2 separate regions of the Oryzias latipes genome follow, and region 2 is linked to region 1. The links are chromatin contacts, called in public Hi-C maps. All regions are on one chromosome and are shown on one strand. Each heading gives the region's core, a stretch centred on a gene start, on an enhancer-like site or on the middle of the called end of the contact. The rest is flanking DNA. Distances are from core to core; before and after follow the strand shown. Region 1 holds the start of LOC101166493 (TLD domain-containing protein 2-like). Region 2 holds the start of ulk4 (serine/threonine-protein kinase ULK4).

Region 1 (2,700 bases), core at 196-2,695:
TCTGAGTGACGCAAGACACACTGTCTAAGATTGATTATCTCCCTCCTACTTCTCCCAAACCCCAAAGGATGACTGTTGACCCCAGGACGTCTTTACAGAAGTGGCCTGCTGTGGCGCTTGTGCACCAGCTCTTGTCATTGACACTCTGTCTCTGGCACATTTCATCAGTTTTTGGTGTGTTCAGCTCATAAGATGTTTTCAATACATTTTTTATACCGGTAAAGGGCAGAAAAACATGGAGGAAATAACACCCTCTCACAGAATCAGCTCACACAAATAGGATTACTGACTCAACAAACTTAGTACACTTGGTTGATTTGGACTTAATGAGTAGCTTGTTTGTTTGTCCTTACTCTGTACTCCTAACAACTCTTGATAGAAACAACAGATAATACACTGTTGAAATAGTAGTGTGAGTATAAGAGACGGTATGATGACTGATCAAGTTTAAATGATTGGTGTTGAACATTATTTCTTTTCACTGTAATCAAGCTTTGGAATTCTGATTAGATCTTGATATTAAGGCCTGATAGAAAGACATGTTGATGAGCTGGATACTTTTGGGACAAAGGTCTGCGACAATGCGAGCATGTAAAATAAGAGTATGCTTTTGTCTTTGTGTGATCAACATTAACATTAATCAAAGCCATCAAAGGGGATTGCTCAGGGTAACCCCAGAAACACCCGGAAGTGGTGAGAAGCTTCTCTCCATGAGAAACAAAAGGAGAGCATTACAGTGATGCACTAAAAAGGAAAAAGAAAAAACAAGAACAATGTGTTAATGAGGAATGTTTCATTAAAGAAATGTGCCACATCTTGTCCTTTAGATGTGCAGTAATAACATGAACTTGTGTTTGTGTGATTTGTAAGATGTGAAGCTTGTTACAAGACACTATCAAAAATGTGTTCTGTGGTCCACTCTGTTTGTGGTATGTCCCATTTAATTTTCATTTGAAGGAAAATTTGGTTTGGGTTCTTATGGGTTATGTCCAAAACACTGTAAAGAGAGATCTGACTAAGGGAAAACAAGTAGAGAGGACTGATTGTGTAAAAGCACAGTTGATGTGTTTGGAAAAAGCAATACTCCAGCAGCAGTACTCTGTACCAATAATGAGATAAGAAGCAGAAGTATGGTCGTCCAATGAGGCATCAAAGCATATAAAGAAGAATGCCTACATTCAGGCCTTTATCTTTGCATTAAGTCACTTTTTTATGTCACAGAGCTTTAAGTTGACACTGCAATATCTTGAAATCTATTCTGACTTCAACAAGGTCCCAGAGGAGGTCAGGTTAATGTGTCACCAGCCTTGTCTCTTGCACTCCCTTGTGAAATCTTTGCTAGAATATGGATTTTCTGGAGCCGTTACCTGGGAGGGGGAGGGTTAATAGTCAAGTAGCTTCTCTTAAAGAAAGAGCCACTCCTATAAAAAGCAGGGATGGAGACTTAAAACAGAAATCTACAGCACTGTCCCCCCAACTCCACACGTCTATTGTCTGCAGTCTGCCATCACCTACGTCTTCAGTCATGGGAGTTGCCTACAGCGTTGGAGAGTAAGTAAAAGAAATGATGTTTTGGAGAAATTTAAATGTACCCTTTTGTGAAATTATTTTGTTTAGCTGAAAGTTAAAGAGATTATCAGAAGAAGGATTTTAAAAAAAATAGAGGAATGACAGAAAAAAGAGATAAACAGTGCAATGCTTTTAGTATTAATAAAGCAATACGGTACTTTAACGAATGGAACATACAGAAAATGGTTAAAACAAAAGTCTTCTAAATTTTAATTTTGTTTATTTTCATTTGAAAAACCCAAAGAAATTCCAATTATTCTGTATTAGAGATGTCTCAAGTCCTACAACAAATTTTACTCTCAAGAGAAATTAAAGAAAATCTAAAACAGTCTTATTTTCATCTATTTTTTTGTCTCCATATGTAAGTATCCTGGGTTAGCACAATAAAATGTTGGCCTCCTACAAACATTTTATATATTTAAATGCTGTTTCCAACTGATTTTACTCTCAAATATTTCCTGTCTTGACTGAAAGAAAGAATTTGTGACATTTAAGAGACAAAAAAAAAAAAAAGTAAATCAAAGCAAAATGTGTTGGAAATTCCCATTTCACTCTGCAGTCAAGTAAACACATGTGGTTATCTTTTACATTGTTTTCTAATCCCCTGCAGAGTCGATCACCTCTACCCCTTCTTCATGAAAAAGCACTGCCGGGCTCAGCACTTCAGGAAAAAATATAAAAATCGCTTCTTTGCCGACAAGAATGTGATCAATGGCCTATTCAGCCAGCTGAACAACAACCTCAAAGCTGCAAACAACTGGGAGGTGAGTTTTAAGGACCAACATTCACATCTTTGTGAGGAATGTCCTACTGCCCATATAAGGACATCCTCTTTCCTCCTTGAATCTTTGTAAGTATGCCCCTAAGGCGGGTGCAACCACAGCACATCTTCCCGCTCAAGTTTCCACTATGTGAAAGTGAAAAAAAAAACTCATGAGGGTTTATAACCCCTGCTGCCTGGATGGGGCAGGCATGGAGGACTTTTTCTACTGGTTTACTGTAGAGATAGAAGGAGCTATGAAGATAATGCTGGAGAATGTGATGGTCCTGTTTCGTGCTAGTGACTGTGTGGAGCCATATGTTAAGGTGAGATTATGAAACTTGCAGACTTTATGTGCTTTGTGTGGGAAA
Region 2 (2,700 bases), core at 41-2,540, 160 kb before region 1:
GCTGAAATTTGCTTAAAACATGCAGTAGTGTGTTATGATGTACACTTAAGAACAGACATCTTAACAAATCTTTTCCAAAAAGTTGAGGCATACTTCAAACTGACATACTTATAATAGAAAACAATGATAAAATTCTGAAACAACTTTTTTTTTCATTGGAAAAAGACTGTCTTTGTGGATATGACCAAAAGCAGCACACCCTGTGGATCATTTGTTTCTTTAGCCCCTCCCCCTAAAAATAAATTAAAAAGGAAAAAAAAAAAACTTTTTAGGCTTAAAAAGATGAGACACTTTAAGAAAAACACAAACTTACCAGTGGGCAGTGCAAATTTTCCAATTGTGTGAAACCAAAAATCCGTTTTTTAGAGTAAGCTAGCTAATCATTCATCAGAACACTGCAGGCGACTCGACTCAAGTGGCATTATGTGATGCTGAAATGGCAATGCCCTCAACCTGCCTTAAAACAAATTCAATACGTCCTTTGAATGGGATTGTTTTTTAAAGGAAAAGAAAAAGAAGTGAATAGACGAGGATAATGTTCCAGGATAAGTTCTGAGGAAGTTCTCAAAACTTCGAGATATTCTCTCTTTTGCCGCAGCGAGTTGCTTGTTAGAAATGCTTGAACAGGGTGACCTGACCGGAAAAAAAGAGCACGACTTCCTGTTTGACTGCTTTCAAAATAAAACTACCTCAAACAAATTCTCGTCAGACCACAATTAAATGCTTCAATCACAATGCAACTTTAGTGAACAAATATGCAATGGTGGTTGCATTTTTAAAACATTTTACGCACCTCGAGATACATAGTATGGGAAGCTTCATTTTGAAAAGGAAAAAGCATTTCTGGTATTGACTTTTATTTTTAATTGTGCTATTCAAATGCTTCTATAGCATATGACATACATATATACAATTTCCCACAAGGGACGATAAAGTAAATCATAATATCTAAATACGTTAATGGAATCTAAAAATAAGTATTTTGATTGGGGAAAATACCTTAAGTGCAAGATAGTTTATTTATCTACAATAATAAGTTATTATTATTATTTAATAATAATAATAATAATAATAATAATAATAATAATAATTATTATTATTATTATTATTATTATTATTATTATTATTATTATTATTATTAAACCAATAATATTATTGGTTTATTATTATTATTATTATTATTATTATTATTATTATTATTATTATTATTATTATTATTATTATTATTATTATTATTTGTCTATTGTCATTTATATATTATTTGTTTTTTATCATTATTAGTGTTTGTTTTGTATTAAATCCTTTTTTGGTTTGTTTTTTAGGAGTGAGTGGGTCCGTCAAATCAATTCAATAGAGATGGTTTGGCTGACCCCTGCTGGTACAAATACAAACAGGTACAGTACTGAACGCAGTAGAAGAAGCAGCTGGGGTGGAGCAGGAAGTTGGGTGGAGTGAGGAGGACAGCATAGCAGAGAATGGCTCTTGGTCAGGACATTTCTTTTCAACCTCTCACTTTTATTCAGTGAATAGAGGGAATTAATTTGCACGGGTAAAAGGGAAAGAGGTAAAGTAACTATAGCCATCACACAGGGGGACTTAGTTCATTCAATTGTTATTCACACAATAGAAGAATTTGTGTTTTTCAAACCTTTATCCCCTTTTTTTCTGCGAACAAATCGCTCTTCTCAGAACGGAGTTTGTGTTCCACGCCGTATCCCAGCAACCGTGGGATGTACCATTTTGAGGTTATTTCCTAAAAGGTTTCTACGCGTTCTTTTGACTAGACTTTGTTATGTGTCGGATAAATGTAAAACTTTATATTTAAATATATGTTTAAAATATAATTTAATATTTTTTTACGATCAAAATGACCAAATATAGCTTTCAGTAGATGTGAGGAAATGAAATGTCCCCTCTTCCAGCAGACACCAACTGATCCCTCCATCTTCCGTTAACACACTGCTGGTTGAAAAAGTTTACTACCAACATTTGTTGTCTGGACGGCGAAGACGCAAAAAATCAGGTTGTGATTATATTAATATAATAATTTATATTAATTTTTCAGTGGTTTGGGTTACAGAAGCTTACTTAGCAATGTTTCAAATTTTGATAATTTGTAAAAAAAAATTTCCCCACAGGAGATGGAGAACTTTGTCCTATATGAAGAGCTTGGAAAAGGCCGTAACTCTTTTGTCTATAAAGGAAGAAGGAAGGGGCATCTCAACTTTGTAGCCATCGTCTGCACACACAAAAACAAAAAATTGGAAATTTCTAACCATGTAGGCTAACAACTTTGGTAATCCAGTATCATATTACCACATTAAATTCATTTACAATAAACAACATTGATTATTTAGCCCACAGAAGCTTTATTCTACCATAATTTCTGCATTTTCTTACATGTGTTTTTAGTTGGATTATGGGCACACGGTTAAAGTGCTTCCCATTTTGTCTCTTCTCCCATCTAAGGTCAGACTCAGCTATCATCTGGATCATCCAAATATAGTACGCTACTATGAGTGGTATGAAACATGCAGTCATCTATGGTTGGTTGTGGAACTCTGTACAGGTGAAGAAACATGTCTGCTGTTTCATTTAAACAGCCATCAGTTCTCTTTTTAGTTATCAAACTATAGAAACGTAATGCAATAATTTCATGGTGTGGTAAACCCTCTAATCAAAATTAAATACTCCATTCTA

Evidence for each region. Hi-C and Micro-C count contacts between places; a contact is called where the count stands out from the background.
Region 2: a Hi-C map of embryo shows a contact between it and region 1, with 2.3 times the contacts expected there. The contact joins the promoter of ulk4 here to the promoter of LOC101166493 in region 1. A contact is called at or near these places in 4 of 5 Hi-C or Micro-C datasets (embryo, fibroblasts and gastrula embryo).

The regions. Positions count from the first base shown.
Region 1 is chr16:14,218,822-14,221,521 of ASM223467v1, reverse strand. LOC101166493 (TLD domain-containing protein 2-like) reads left to right here and starts at 1,445. Exons shown (of 7, transcript XM_011485063.3): 1 at 1,445-1,551; 2 at 2,180-2,333. The coding sequence starts at 1,526.
Region 2 is chr16:14,380,705-14,383,404 of ASM223467v1, reverse strand. It overlaps ulk4 (serine/threonine-protein kinase ULK4), which reads left to right and starts at 1,290. Exons shown (of 40, transcript XM_023964630.1): 1 at 1,290-1,564; 2 at 1,690-1,745; 3 at 1,926-2,023; 4 at 2,139-2,279; 5 at 2,470-2,569. The coding sequence starts at 2,142.